2 separate regions of the Mus musculus genome follow, and region 2 is linked to region 1. Evidence: chromatin contacts called from public HiChIP or PLAC-seq data. All regions are on one chromosome and are shown on one strand. Each heading gives the region's core, a stretch centred on a gene start, on an enhancer-like site or on the middle of the called end of the contact. The rest is flanking DNA. Distances are from core to core; before and after follow the strand shown.

Region 1 (7,954 bases), core at 3,041-5,540:
AATGCATTTTTTTTTTGGACTCAGGTCACTTCCAGGCCAGCCTTGGCTACATAGTAAGTTTGAGGTCAGCCTAGAGTACATAGACCCTGTCTTTGAAAAAAGACAAACAGGGCTGGAGGATGGCTCAGTGGTTAAAAGCACTGGCTGCTCTTCCAGCTTTCCTGAGTTCAATTCCCAGCAACCATCTGGTGGCTCACAACCATCTGTAATGAAATCCAATGCCCTCCTAGCAACAGTGTATTCGTATAATAAAATAAATAAATCTTTAAAAAACAAACAAAGTGGGCTGGTGAGATGGCTCAGTGGGTAAGAGCACCCGACTGCTCTTCCGAAGGTCCGGAGTTCAAATCCCAGCAACCACATGGTGGCCCACAACCATCCGTAATGAGATCTGACTCCCTCTTCTGGAGGGTCTGAAGACAGCTACAGTGTACTTACATGTAATAAATAAATAAATAAATCTTAAAAAAAAAAAAGTGCTCTTACCCACTGAGCCATCTCACCAGCCCAATAAATCTTTAAAAAAAAAAAAACAAACAAAGTCTGGCACTGGTGGCGCACACCTTTAACCCCAGCACTTGGGAGGCAGAGGCAGGCAGATCTCTGTGAGTACCAGGCCAGCCTGGTCTACAGAGATACTTCCAGAACATCCAGGGAGACCCTGTCTGCAAAACAAACAACAACAACAAAAACCAGCCAAATAAAAACCAAACAGTAAGCCAAGCTTGACAGCATGCCCTTTTAATCCCAACACTGAAGAGGCAGAGGCAGGCAGATCTTGGTAAGCTCAAGAGCAACCTAATCTATATCGGGATTTCCAGGCCAGCCATGCATGCACAGAATAAAAGGGGCGAGGGGGTGGATTGAGACTTAACTCCATTTTAAGTTGAGCTATGGGAAATTTTAAGCTAAAATAGTGTAGAAACTATTGAACAAGACAAAAAATGTCATTGGGAAACTTTAGTGATAGACAACCATCATCTGCCTTGTCGCTCAGGCCTGTGGGTCTAGGTGTAAGAGCAGTTGGGAAGCCATTGCTTCCTTGCTGTGGCACACGGAGGAAAGGAGACCTGTGTCTGTGTCCTCTTTGCTAAGTGCTTTGCAGAAATTGTCTTCTCCATCTGAAGGAGCCATGAGGTCACTGTTGTATTATTGTAAGAGAGGAAACTGAGGTTTGGAGAGGGGAAACTCTGCAGCTGCTTGCACTGAGCTCTGCATAGCTCAAGTGCACATGGTATAAATTACCAGAAGCCACACACTGAGTAAGGACTGAACACTGGGATCCCCAACAAACAGAAAACCCAGTCTGCTTCAGAAACTCCATCTATATGCCACTGAACCCCAAGTCAAATAGTAATCCCAGTCAGGTTTAGAATGGACCAAATACCTGATAGATTTGTCTCTAATTACTCAGAAATGGTGACTGGAGCAGGAGGATACCCTCCAAAGTTCTGGGCTGCCTGGGCTACACAGTAAGATCTTGTCTCAGAAAATAAGGACTCAGAAGATGGCCAGCCAGTAAAGACATTTGCCATCAAGCCTGATGACCTAAATTCAGTCCCTGGAACCTGTGCTGTGGTAGGAGAAAACTGGCTCCCACATATGTGCCATATGTGCATACACTCATATACACCCAACTAAACAAATATATAAATATACTAAGCTTTACAAGGTTGTAGCATGAGCCTTTAGTCCATCATCACTTGGGAGGCACAAGCAGGTGGAGCTCTGTGAGTTCAAGGCCAGCCTGGTCTACAAAGAGAGTTTCAGGACAGCCAGGGGTGTTACACAATGAAACCCTGCCGGGGGGGAGGGGGAGCACGAGGGGAAGGAAGGAAGGAAAGAAAGAAGAAAAAGAGCAAACCAAACAGCCAGAAGCCTATGCAGGAATAGTTGGTGGTGTTTGTCCAGATGCCTTAGAGTTAACCCCTTCCCTGCCATCAGTTCATTCAAAAGCAAAGACCAGGCCTTTGTGACTGGAGGTGGAGCAGGTATGCAGCTGTGCTGAGGTCAGCATTTGCTAGGGTGAGACTGACCCAGCTAAAGCATCAGCACTGCAGCTGCCTTTCATCCTCTGAGCTTCTGACTCAAGCCTCTTCCAGTTGCCGTCCAGCCTTATCCACCATGAAAGATACGGAGTAAGTGTGCTCCGTTAGCTCGACTCCTGTAGTCCACAGTGGCTTCCAGAGGTTCTGCAGCTAACAATTTCTGCTTACTCGAATAAAACGACTCATCTTTCGGCATCTTTCTCTCCTTCCGCTTCTTTCTCTTCAGGGCACAGGTTGCTTTACCTCCTGGCTAGCCTATTTTTTCAAGTGGTCATTCTAGTTTTCCGAAGTCAAGATTAGATCATTTCGTGGACGGAAAAGGAAACGACTAACAAGCGGGGAGAGAGGCAAGGTGATAAGGATGCCAGCAGGCAGGGTCTCCCTACAGTGGTCATTTTCAGCTTGGAGAAAATAAAACCCAGTGACATTGCGGGCCCTGGGGAGATGGCTAAGGGAGACTAAGAGTATTGGCTGCCCCCCCAGAAGACCTAGGTTTGACTCTCCATCCCCATGAGTGGTTCACAACCATCTGCAGGTCACTTCCAGGGGTCCCAAGGGCCCCAGTCATGAATGGGTGCGCTGATACACATGCATACGGAACACAAAACAACCCTGCGGCGTGGTTAACATTGCTTACAGTCCCAAGCCCTCCAGCTCACCCTTGCCATAAGTCTGCCTTGGAAGGAAGGTGCCTGACCATCCTGATGCTTGCATCCCTGGCAGGCGAGGGAGTCAAGAGTGCTCAGACCTGGTAAATGTGGGAGCAAAATACTTCAAACAGACACAGAGGGTGGAGGCCATGTCTTGAGGCTGACAAAAGACAGACCAGAATAGTTTTGATAGTTGTAACTGCCTGGCAAAGGAAGTAGGAGGTCCTGAGGTTTAAGGCAAGGTTTCTCAGCTCCGCCCCTCCTTCCTTTTTCTTTCTTTCTTTTTCCTTTTCCAACAAATTTATTATTTTGTGCTTAGTTTTGGTTTTTGAGACAGGATCTCACTATGTAGCTGTAACTCATAGAGATCCACTTGCCTCTGCCTCCATACCTCACCATTATTGTTTACCATTGTTATTTTATTTTAGCTGAGGTTTTCCCCTTTGTGGACCAGGTCATCCTACTTGGTATTTACTATGTGGCTCAGGTTGGCCTTGAACTTGCAGCAGTCTTCCTACCTCTGCCTCAGGAGTGTTAGGACTGGTTAGGAGTGTTAGGTCTGGGACGGCACACACTGGGCTGAGATTCACCCTTTAAGGAGATTTAACTCACTGTTGGAAAAAGATGAACGGGTTCAGGATAACAGGGAGTGGAGAATTGTGTAGAAGAGGGTCACGACTCTGGAGGAGAGGTCTCGGAATTCAGAGAAAGAAAGATTCTGAGGAGACAGTTGGAAGCCCCCAGATTCTCCACAGCATGTGAGAAATGACATTCTGTGGAGTTTTGGAAGAGTTAATGAGATGGTTCCCATTCTGCGTCAGCCACCCACTGGCCAGTTCACCTCCTCTGTTCACATCACTAGGCCTGGACTGGTAGACACTGCCTCCTTTTGGCAGCTGAGGCTCTCCCCCAGATAGAGGTGAAACCTGTTCTAGACCACCCAGCCAAAGAGTGCAGAGGCTGAATTTGAACCCTCCAAAGTCCCTGTGGGCCCTTCAGAGATTCTGCTGTCCTTCAGCAGGGTAACAACTTCACTGCCGAGATTCCTGGCCAAATAGGCAGAAAAAGGCACTGGTTATAATTCTTTGGGCTCACATTCCCGAGTTCTTTCCCTGGGTTCCTGGATCTGCTGGATTGCTGTTCCCTTCAACGTCCTATGTACACTGTGCACCGACGTCACGGTCCCAGGCCCCACTCCTACGCGCGCGCTGCCGAGCTCTTTGGGCCTCCACAGTGTCTGGATAGTGGAAGAAGCCACTCCGGGAGCTTCTAAGGTGGGCGTCGGCGGCCACCTGGCGAAAGTTCTGAAATGCAAAACAGCGCTAGGCGCGATGGGTAGAAGGCAGATGGCGATGGAGGGACGTGATCACCAGCAGCCCAGTCTGCAGACAGAGAGCGCAGGTCCCAAAAGAGTTGGGCTCGCTGGTTGCCGAATACCGATGACGAGCAGGAGTCCCCAGGGGTTCACGTCCTTCCAGACCCCCGGGGCAACTGCGCCAAAGGGAGCCTGTGGGCGGGACGGTATGCACGAGCTGTCAGTCCGGTCCCGCCCCGTCCCGCCTCTCGTCCCGCCCCATCCCGCCCCTCAGCTCCGGTGCGGGGCGGGCGCGCTGCGGCGGTCGCTGCTGCTGCTTCCTCGGGCCATTTTGCTCCGCGCGGAGCGACGAGAGGTTGCGAGCTCGGGCTAGAGGAGGCGCGGGCCGGGGGAAGCGGCGGGCTTTCCGCATTCACAAGGTTCGGAGGGCCGCAGCGATCGCCGGCGAAGGGGGTCGGAGGCCCCTTCCCGGTCCCTGCACCATGAGCTGGGGCACTGAGCTCTGGGTGAGTGAGGGGCCGGGCCGCGGGCGGCCTGGGCGGGAGGCGCATCGAGGGGCCTCGGCGTGCGTCGTCGCCCAGCAAAGAGGGAGCGCGGATCGGGTGGCCCCGGCGGCCTCGGGGCGGCGTGGAGCTGGGTCCGGGCTCCCGGAGCGGCAACCCGCGGGCGTTCCCCGGGGGCGTGGGGCCCGCGCTGTGCCGGGCTGCGTAATTGCGCGCGCCCCTGGCCGGAGCTCTGGGGCCGATCTATACGCTTGGAGGTGCGGGCGGATCCCGCGCTACTCCCGGGGGCGGGGCGGCCTGGCAGGCGCAGGGTTTCGGGTCTCGGGGGTACCGGTAGCGAGAGGTAAGGTCTTCTCTCTGAAAGTGAGGACTTTAGCCCCGAGGCGGTTGGAGCGCACTTGTATCTTGGAGACAGCTCAGATTCTGAATTTGAGGGGGGCTGCGGTGTTTGGTCCGCAGGGGGACAGCGGTAGGGGAGATCATAAGATAGCACGGAGGGACGATTGCCGGGGACCTGGTTCTGTCCTGCTGCCCAGAGGAAACGAAACGGTTTCGAGAGGGGATAATCTTGCGAGGATCCTTCCTTTGGGGGTGCAGGTGGGTTAGTGATCAGCTTGTATCTGGAAACGGTCCCATCGAGGGCGATCAGAGGACGCCAGGACAGCTCTCAGGGCATCTCCGGGAAAGGGAGGCCGTTGGCCGAGGGGCAGGGCCTGTTGCCCTGCCTTCCTCTGGACTCGAGCACGGGGAAAGGCTGGTCATAGGCGTGCGGTGCAATGGCCTGGGTGAAGGTGGGGAAGAAACCGCGGTTACTGCGCTGAAATGTGCCCGAGACCAGTCCTTCTCAGTGATGAATCCTAAGTGCCCGCTGACTACCTTTCTGAATTCCATTTGTGAAGGGTGTGGAGGGATAAAGTATGGGGTGGTGTTGCCATCCAAGATGAGGCCAAGAAATGCCGTGTCAAAATAAGGTTAGGGCAATTAGGGAAATGCTGTGCATCCCCCTTAAATTATTTTCTTTGCCTTGATTGTTTTTACATAACCATTCCTTAGACTACAGTAGCTTCTGCTAATACTAAAATCCCGGGAGCATTGGCTCCCAAGATAACTCATTTCATAAACATCCTCTGTCAAAGGGGTTCCCATTCATTCGGCTGTCAAAATGTCAGGTGACCGGGGCAAATGCCCATTTTGAAAATAAATGTAACGCATAGTTTGAAAGCAACTTGTACACACCCACAGTAGGCAAAACTGTTCGCCTATGCGTGCTATTTTCTTTTCTGATTTGGGGGTGTGTGGTTTGGTTAGTTGATTGGGTTTTGGTTTGGTTTGTTTTTCTTTCACACCGTGGTGGGGGCACATCAGAAGTCAAGGTCAGCAACAGAATGGAAGTCTGGGCATGTGTTCAAACAGCAGGGCATAACTCTGAAGGCAGAAAATACTTGGTTCTTGAGCGACTTAGGGAGGTGGATATTTTGTAGCCATATTGGTGAAGGATGTAGCTGGTGACCCAGGCGAGGGCAGGTATAGCTGGGCTAAAGAGCTGACATCATGGCTGTTCTTCCTGCATCTTTGAGGAGTGGAAAACAGGAGGACGTCAAACACAGGAGCCACTCCTGGTGACTCACACTGTAATCCCCAACTCTGGAAAGGCTGAGGCAGGAGGATTGCTGTGAGTTTGCATCCAGCCTGGAATACATAGTGACTCCCAAGTCAGCAGGAGCTACGTGCGTAGTAAGGCCTTGTCTGAAAAAGCAAAACAAAAAGCTACCAAGGATGTGACTCAGGTAAAATACTTGCCTGGCCTGGACCTGGACAAGGCACTAGAGATTGAACCTAGCACCAGAGGTGGAGAGAAGAGAATGTCAGGAAGTATTTTAAATGGTGAGAGATATAAAGTATTTGTATTTAGCTTACTTGATAAATTTGTGAGTTTTCTTATAGCCAATAGCAGATTGGCCTGCCATACTGTAGATGAAGTATATGGAAATGAGAAAATAAAAAGGGTGACTTAATTTTTATTTTTGGTTTTGTTTTTAAGGCATGGTGAGTACAGGCCTTTACCTTTGGGTAGCTTATAGTTTAATGGAAGGAATAGGTGAGCGTGTTATGATACTATCAAGAAAAACTAGTGCAAAACATGGGTTTTGAGGCAAAAATACTCACTATTAGCTCTCTTAAAACAGTTTTACAAAAAGAAAGGAAAGAAGGAAAGGAAGCCAGCCTAGGGGGATGAGGGAAAGCAGGGTTGAAGAGGCCCGCTGTCTCCGGCTGGGTCTAGTGGTCAGAAGCTTGGATGTGCAGTATCCTGGCGGCCAGGCCAAGGCCCTGATTGAGGGTTTTCCTTACTTGGTGGCTTTGGGACCTCGCTGTGGTAATGAGATAATGATGGGTCGCTAAAGTCTCACTTGGCAGAATGACACTTCTGGATTCGATGGCACAGTTTGGGTGGCCGCAAGTGATTGGCGGCAGGTGGCCTCAGCGCTCATGACTGGCACCGATCTTAACAGATTGTATGCAGTCTTGGGACTTTAGTGAAAGTCCAGCAAGGCCCTGAAAAAAAACTCTTCTGGTTTCAAACACTTGTTCTAGGTAAAAAGCCCACTCTTAAGCCACATCCTGCTTTGTTGAGGACGACACCCGTTTCTTCTAAAAACCTCATGGCAGAAAGCATTCACAGTCTAGGCGAGCTTTTGAAAAAGTTAGAAAAACTTTTGTATCAAGAGTGAACTAAAGCCAGGCCTGCTGGCTCAGGTCTGTAATCCCAGCTAGTGGGAAGCAGAGACAGAAGGACTGAATGTTCAAGGCCCACCGGAGCAACTTATAGTGAGTTTATGTCAAAAATTAAGAACACGGAAAGGGGTGGGGCCATAGCTCAGTACTAGAGAGTTTGCATAGCACACACATGAAGCCTGGGTTCTACCCCTGGTACTGGGGTGGGGAAAAGACAAAGTGTAAATGGCAGGTTTGAATCGTATTTGTTGATGTAGTTATTTATTTCTGTTTTGTTTGAGACACGGTCTAACTGTAGCCCTGGCTGAGGTGGAACTCATTATGTAGACTAGGCTGGCCTCGAACTCACAGACATCCTCCTGCCTCTGCCTCTGCCTCTGCCTCTGCCTCTGCCTCTGCCTCTGCCTCTGCCTCTGCCTCCTTAGACAGCAGTTTTTAAAGTGATTAGGTTAAGGCTGAAGCCTGAGGTCCAGGATAGATTGCTTGCCCAGCATGTAGGAGGCTCTAGGTTCATCTCCAGTGTGGCAAAAAGAGAAAAAGGAAGATCAGTTCATTGCAAGCTTCAGCACCCTTCCTGTCGTCGGGTTAAAAGAAATCTTTTCTGTAACTCCATAACGTTGAACAACTGCTAAGTTCAAATGGCCCAAGCCTCGCCGCTGTGAGCCCCTCATACAGGCTGGAGGATGGCACTTACCTTCCTGACAG
Region 2 (7,954 bases), core at 3,610-6,109, 1.3 Mb before region 1:
TTGGATTCGCTCAGCCAGTGGGGGGCAGGGAGCATCTTCAGGGCACCAGACACTGAGAAGCAGAGTAAGGGAGAGGAGTACTTGGGTGGGATGCTGAGCAGGGCTCTATGTGCAGTGGATTTCGGATGTGTGGTCCAGCGGAGGAGGAAGGTGGCGCCACAGAGCCTGGAGTCCTCCCAGAAAGGGTTCAGCTGTAGAATAAATATGACTGGCTAGAAGTGAGCTTTCTAAAGAAAAAAAAAAAAAAACTGATTATAAAATAAAACTAGAGGTTCACCTCAAGTACACTGCAGCAGGAAACAGGACTCCACAGGGCTTTGCCTTCTAACACTGACAGCACCAGAGGCTCTCCTGTGTCAAAGGCTGGGGATGGGTCAAACTATAGAACAGCTACCCAGAGGTGTCATGGAAGACTAGAGAGTGGCTAACCCACCACACACAGCATTCCTGAGCCAGGCCAGGCTGGCTGCATAAGTCTCAGGGCATATCCAAGAGCTGGGCTGTGTCTGGGTGGTTACAGCAGTCAAGAGAGGAGTCCCCTGAGAATGGAGGCACAGTGAGAAGGAGAAAGGACTGGGAACTCCCAGTGGCGCTGGGAGACATTCTTATTTGGGTGTTATTGCATTTCTGCCAGCGACATTGGCAGGGTGGCACTCAGAAAGACGGTGCACCTGAGGTGGGGCAGCTCGCTGAGGATCGTGTGCTGAGACATAGCCCCAGTGAGAACCAGTCTGACTTTAAAGTTGTTCTAAAGAGTGTGGGTGATGTCTCAAGCCTTCGATCATGTCAACCCATGTCCCATCACCAGCATACATGGCTCCCAACTAAAATCTTCTCAGCAAGGCAGCTCCAGAGGTTGAAGTGAGATATATTGGGTTCCAGGAGCCCAACAAATTAGTTTTCCCAGTCTCCTTCATTTTTCTCACACCAACAAACCCCATGTATCTATCCAAGAGGGAGCTATCCACGTGGCCCACTTAAAGCCGCCCATAGAAACCACTTAAAATTCCATAGACGTGTCCTTCAATCACAAGCAGAGTACTGGCTTGACCTCTGCCTTCACTGGATGATGCTGTCTGGCTGCCCATTCTGGGCCACCGGTCCAGGGGCAGAGGCTGGGGCTGGGTTGGGAGTGTTATTCTGTAGGTAGCGTCGGAAATCTTTAATCATGGGCCGGAGGACCTGGATGAGGACACTCAGGGCCGCCTGAGTGCCCTCCATGGCCTGGGCCTGCCGTTCCTGGGCACAGGCCTGCACCTCCTGAGAACGCCGGATCATCTGTAGCAGGCCATTCTGCTGCTCCAGGTGCTGGGCGATCTCCTTTATGTGCAGGTTGGTGACCCGCTGCTCCTGGATCAGCTTGGCTGAATTGAGGGCAATACGGCTTTTAAGTGCCTGTGGTTTGACAGATGTGTCTGGGGGCTGGGCTATCATCTCCACCGGGGCCTCTGTTGGCAGGGGTGGGGGCGCTTCAGCTGTGCAGTACTCCACCACTCCCTCCTCCAGCGTGTGGTAGGTGGTCTCGGTGGGGACTGCCGGGAAGAAAGAACAAAACAAGAGGTGGGTCACCTTATGGAAGGAATGTGGCTGACTCTGCAACACAGCGAGGAGGCCATTAAACCCTGTGCAGCAGCGGGCAAAGGGAATTCTGGCCTCCCCTGGCTGTATTCACATAAAACCACAGAATCTGAGAGGTTCAGCTCCTTTGTCCTTCAAGGCTGGGATAGAACCCAGGCCTTGTACATGCTAAGTATATGTTCTACTACTGAGATACTTCTCCAACCAGGTTTCAGGATTTCCCTCCACCAGATCTGACAAACGCAGAGATGCCAACAAGAATGGCAGCATTAGAACAGCAAATCCTAAGACTGATACAGGTTGCCACACTAGAATATTTGCATACCACTCCATACTCTTTAGCTCAGTGAATCCTCCAAGTGACAAGAGGTAGACACTGTCCTCTTCAGTTTCAGAGAAGACAACAGAACCACTGGGCTGCTTTGAGCCTGTCTGTATGACCAATCAAAGAAGGATGAGGGCCATAGCAGCTCACGTGTCCAGAAAAGTGTCTCCCTGTCTCCTTAAACACATTGGTCCATAAGATCCCTGAGCATCCTTGCAGATGCTGTTCAAGAACAGTACCTGACTTAGACCAGTGCTTTTCACCCATTTCTGACCTCATATGGACTAAAGAAATATGCAGAGGAGAGCATGCACCCACATACCCCTGGAGAGTCTGGTTGATCCAGTTCAAAGCCCGTCATGACTAAGCAGAATTCAGAGGTGAGGGCAGACACAAAACCTTATTTCAGACACAAAACCCAACCAGCTTGTTCTGTTATCATTCGTCAAAGAGAACCTCGGGAGGAATGCTCATTGTTTGGGCCTTTGTGTATGTGGGAGATGTCAATCTTGTTTACCTTTTAAGAAACTGTGTATACATGTTCATGTATATGCAGGTACACATGTGCACACACACACGTGTTTGTGTGCATATGGAAGGAGATTAAAAGACAACCTCAGGTGCTGTTCATACCTTTTCTTTCTTTTTTTAAAGTTCATTTCCTGGCCTAGAACTCTCTAAATAGGTGAGGCTCCCTGGCTCTTGAGCCCTAGGGGTTTCCCACTTGAATGCTAGGGTTACCAGCATGAACCTCCCCACCTCCTAGTTTCCCTACTTCTCAATGCCATCAGCCATGTGTTCCCCTCACACCAGGAAATCCCTTTTTCTTGTGAGTCCTTGGCTTTTCCTATCTCATAGTAAAGCCACACACATACACACACACACACACACACACACACACACACACTTCATCTGCCCTAGTAGAATATAATTGGTCTATATATTTAATTTCTTGCAGTGTTAAGCAAGGACTTTAACACTGAGCTATCTCTCTAGCCTCTAGGGAATGTTAACTATTTTGGTATTTCTGGTGCCCAGCATAAACAGCTTGATGGACAAATGGATAGACAGGTATCACGAAGCTCCTGAGAAATGCCTGGTGTTTGTTTGTATACTGAAAACACAGAATGTCTTTGTACAGAATGGGTGTCTCACTTGGGCAGTATTAGTCCTAGTTAGTCATTCAACAAGTATATCCTGGCTGCCTATTAATATGAGGTCCTAAGTCCCGAGGGGCTACAGACAATCTCTGCCTTCAACACTACATAGGTCAGCATGTGGGAGATCCAGCTAGCCACATGCTGAGGAAGACCCTAAAAGAACAAGATCAGTCTGGGGAGTTCTTGGAAGACCTCATGGTCTTTCCAAGATCGCCATCTGACTTTTGACCTTTGGCAGCCAATTTGCCCCAGGCTGTCCCAGTATTGCTGGCCCGTCCCATTTATGCAGCTGAATTGAGCAGGAGAGCTCACTCACTCTGTGTCAGGGTGACGGTGGCTGCGGCTGTAGTGGCCGTGGATCCGAGGGCCACGGGATGGATCTCTGTGGTACTGGGTAGGCTGATGATGGTGGCCTCACCCAACAGGTTGCAGATCCTCTGTTGCATAGGGGTCAGCAGTACAGGAGCTATGGCTGTGCCACTGCCACCACTGCCACTGCCTGTCCCAGGCCCACCAGCTCCATCATCTTCTGTGGGCCCTGGAGCTTCGCCACCTTCTACAGCAGCTCGGACTTGGGCAACCTTGCGACGGACCTCGGTCTTGAGGTCGGACCACTTCTTCTTGACTTCGGGCAGCTCCCTACGGCAGGTGGCCACAGCGTTGACCCTTCTCAGGATGCCATGCCAGGCTGCACTCTTGGCAGCCAGAGGGACCCCAGCATTGAAGTGGTTCACCAGCAGGTGCTTCTTCAGTTCCAGTTCCTCCACGATGATCTCCACTTCCCGCTCTGAAAAGTTCATCTTCCTCTTCTTGGCTGGGACAGCCATGGCCTCCCCTTTCCTCTCTTTTTAAAGAAATTATAATGCTCTTAACAGCCCCAATTTCTCTTCTCTTCTTCCTCAGCCTCGCCTCTCTTTCACTCCCACCCCCTTTAGGGGGACAGGCAGGGCTTGTTCAAGGCCAAGTACCAGGCCTTAAGTAACCCCCCTCGCTACGCAAAGTGCGTAGGGCCCAGCCCTGACCGGCCCGACCGCCGCCAGCCAGCTGCGTAATGGCTTCCTGAATCTGCCTCTTCCGCTGGGGTGTGCGGAGATCCGCCCACTTCCCTTCTTCCCGCCCCTCGGCACATCCCTGAGAAGCCCCGCCCTCCAGGTTTGGCGTGGCTCAAATATCTGGCCGATCACTGGCTCTCCAGGCCTGCCATTCCTCCTAGAGGACACACCTCTTTGCTAGAACTGGCCTGGTCATTGGTCTAAAGTCTTGTCTGTCGCTTCAGGATGTCCGCCCACACGGACATTATTCACTTCCATTGGAAAAGCAGACTGTCGTTCAGTTCGTGTCGCGACTATTACGTTGTAAAATTCAGTTGTTTTATTGGCAGTTTAGAAGACTCCTAAAGCTTAGCCTCCTGATTTTGATTCGTGTTCTCGGTTTCGAGTCGTCAGCCCGTTAAATTTTCATTTTATTCAATGGTGCTGTGTTTTCTAACTTCAGTCCACAGTTACCCTCATATACATTTCATTTCCACTGTTAGCTACGATCTCTCCTTACACAACGCTCCTCTCAGCCTCATCATTCCGCAGTCTAAATAGAGCTTCTGAATGGGAATTGGACACAAGGCTTTCTGCTTGCCTATTACCCAGCTTCAGCCAATCCCCGGCTCCCTCAGTTTGAATCGCCTTCGAGCTGGCACGGTGACTCCGCCCCCTCATTGATCCCGGAGCCGACATACCGGCCTATGATTGGTCGGCAGTGCGCCAGAGGGCGCGGTCAGCGCCTCTGCGCGCCGCGGGGCGGGGCTCCCGGAAGCGGCCCCTCCCTCCAGTCGGCCGGCTTCTCGGAGCCCGCGCTCGCTGTCTGAGGAAAGCCGGCGTGCTTCCGCGCTCGGGTCGCTCTCCTGCCGCCTTCAGCCCGGCGTCCGGCGCCCCCGCCTCGCGCCCGATGGTGAGCAGTGTGTTGTGCCGCTGCGTGGCCTCCCCGCCGCCGGACGCCGCCGCCACCGCCTCGTCGTCCGCCTCGTCGCCGGCTTCTGTAGGGGACCCGTGCGGCGGCGCCGTCTGTGGCGGCCCGGACCACCAGCTACGCCTGTGGAGCCTCTTCCAGACACTCGACGTCAACCGCGACGGCGGCCTGTGTGTCAACGACCTGGCGGTGGGGCTGCGGCGCCTGGGACTGCACCGCACGGAGGGCGAGCTCCGGGTAAGTCTGCGTGCGCCGTCCGCGCGGGCGGGGAGGATCCGGGAGGTCTTGAGGAGAGAGACCGACGCCAAGGGGACGGGTCGGGACCGCAGGACTTCTCGGGCTGCTTTCTGTAGCCTGTCAGGTTTCGACGGACGCTGCTAGAGCTGAGCGGAACCCCTGGTGTTGGGGGGGATAGTGTCCCTCCACTGACAGATGGAAAGGAAATTCACACCTTGTTAGTGTGGGGCTCCTCAGGTGGGAGATGGGGCCGTGAGAAAAGCTCGTCGTGGCTACAGATGGGCACCCTTGGGTCTCTTTGATGGACAGAAAGCCCCCTCTACTTCCCTCTAGATAGAAGGACAGATAGATCTCAAGATTGCCCTACGGACCTCAAGGCCAAGTTGGTGCCCATCCTCCCTCAACACCTAGGTTCCTATCCACCCATTCTCATTGGCACCCCTTGTCTGTCTGTCTGTCTCTCGCTCGCTCGCTCTTCTCCCCCCACTCTCGTTTCCATGCCACCGGTGCCTCTAATCTGGTTGCTCACAGAGACATGTGGGTGTTGGGGAAGAAAAAAATGGGAACTGGGGTTCTAGGCAGATCAGTGTGGATGTGGGTGATGAAGACTGAACAGTTCTTTCTCATGGCTTAGACCCAGCCCCCCACTGCTGTTTCAGAACACTGGGTCATGATCCCTTTGTCGAATTGGAGTGCGAATATGTTAAAGAATCTGAAGAAAGATTCTTTTTTTGTTTGTTCGGTTGGTTTTGGGGATTTTTTTTTTCTAGACAGTGTTTCTCAATGTAGTCCTGGCTGCCCTGGAACGCCCTCTGTAGACCAGGCTGGCCTCGGAATCAGAGATCCACCTGCCTCTGCCTCCTGAGTGCGCCGGGATTAAAGGCCTTTGCCACCATCGCTCAATTGGAACTTTTTTCAAAAAATGAAAGTTAGATACATCTAAGGATATTTGTTGGCTGGAAAGGGATGGGCCAAGACTGGGAGACAGGGGTGGAGAAATGGCCATTTCTGGGTCTGCAAGAAACAGAACTACTATCCTTCCTGCACAAGAAGCCCTGAGCAGTGGCTTTTTCTTCCCTTTCTGTTTCATGTTGGTTTTTCAGTTTGACTTTAACTGTGGCTTCCCTTTACCAAGTGTTTCATTATTGTGGCATAGACTGGCTTACAATCTGGGGTGATTCTAATGAGCAGTTTGCCTGATAACCAGTTTGTGGCCAAAATTAGTATTTGGTTCATTTGTATGTACAGTAATTACGAATTTCATAGCCAAATATGAAGAAAACCTGGTAAGGTGGCAGTGAATTATGCCAGTTTGTTACTTAGGTGGCCACATAAAGTGTCATGTCCAAGATAATCTTGGATCAACATCCAAGGTATTTAACCTACTTAGTATCAGCATAGGAAGCCCAAGGACAGCACCGAGCAAAGCAGAATCCTTGGGGTAAGCCCAGAGATTTAAAGATAAGGTTTCTCTCTGTAGCCAGGCTGGCCTTGGACTCACAATTCTCTTAGCTTAAAAACAAAACCAAAAAAATCCTTTTTTAAAAAAGCTAGTTTTAGTTGGGTGGTGGTGACAGTGGACTTTAATCTCAGTACCCAAGAGGCAGAAGCAGGTGGATCTCTGAAAGTTCGAGCTCAGCCTGGTCTACATGTCTACACAGAGAAACCCTGTCTCAAAACACCAAAAAAAAAAGAGAGAGAGAGAGAGAGAAAGAAAAAAGAAAGAAAGAAAAAGAGGAGGAGGGGGAGAGAAAGAGAGAAAAGAAAGTATAGTTTAATACAGAATAGTGTTATGAGCTGGATATTTCCCCATATATGTCTAATGAATAAGTCATTTTTTTCTGTCTGGTTTTATTTATTTATTTATTTATCCCCCCCCCCCCCCCCCCGCATCCCTCCCCTCAGACGGGGTTTCTCTGTGTAGCCCTGGCTGTCCTGGAACTCACTCTGTAGAACAGGCTGGCCTCAAACTCAGAAATCCACCTGCCTCTGCCTCCCAAGTGCTGGGATAAAAGACGTGCGCCACCACAGATATTTTTTTGTTTTTTTTTTTTGTTTTTTTTTTAGCTTGGGTCTGACTATGTAGTTCTGACTGTCCTAGAACACAGTGTCACTGTAGATAGACCAGGGTGGCCTCAGACTCATAGAGATATGCCTGCTTCTGTCTCCCTAGTGCTAGGATTTAAAGGTGTGTACCACTTCACCCAGTGTGAATCATTTTTTGAAGCTAGGATAGCTAAATTCAGAGGATGTGTGCCCGAGGGCACAGTGAAGCCTTGTGGGGCCAGGTGAACCTTTTTGCTCTCACCACAGTTTTCTGTGGTGCCAGGTACAATGAGGACAGCTGGCTGTGTATTCCATGTTCTATCCCTAGCTTTGTGACTCATGGGAGTCACAGTGTTCTGGCAATTCATAGCACATCTAGTATTGATCCTAATCCATTTTCTCTTTTGTAATGATTTTTGACTAAAGGCAAATAAGGAGAAAGTGGCCATCTCTGGTGCTAAGAGAGAACCTGTTTGAGACATTTTCTTGCTCTTAGCTCAGGCCCAGATCTCAGGAGGAAGCCTTGGCTGGCCTCAATCTCACAGCCATCCTCCTACCTCAGAGTCCTGTCTGTCGGCCCTACCCGCCCTCCACCCTGGGATTGTTGCTATGAACCACCTCCAGGTAAAGAAAACCTTTTGGTTAC

The links. HiChIP or PLAC-seq counts read pairs in DNA pulled down with a chosen protein or histone mark.
Region 2: an HNF4G HiChIP or PLAC-seq map of pancreatic cancer cells shows a contact between it and region 1. The contact joins the promoter of Slc25a25 here to the promoter of Fnbp1 in region 1. A contact is called at or near these places in 1 of 39 promoter capture datasets (cranial neural crest), 1 of 484 Hi-C or Micro-C datasets (embryonic stem cells) and 2 of 115 datasets of contacts at active chromatin or transcription factors (microglia and pancreatic cancer cells).

Annotation. Positions count from the first base shown.
Region 1 is chr2:31,138,344-31,146,297 of GRCm38.p6, reverse strand. It overlaps Fnbp1 (formin binding protein 1), which reads left to right and starts at 4,290. Exons shown (of 17, transcript NM_001177648.1): 1 at 4,290-4,519. The coding sequence starts at 4,496.
Region 2 is chr2:32,448,375-32,456,328 of GRCm38.p6, reverse strand. It overlaps Slc25a25 (solute carrier family 25 (mitochondrial carrier, phosphate carrier), member 25), which reads left to right and starts at 4,859. Exons shown (of 10, transcript NM_001164357.1): 1 at 4,859-5,262. The coding sequence starts at 5,005. It overlaps Naif1 (nuclear apoptosis inducing factor 1), which reads right to left and starts at 5,872. Exons shown (of 2, transcript NM_194335.2): 1 at 3,380-5,872; 2 at 853-1,532. The coding sequence starts at 3,890. The coding sequence ends at 1,060.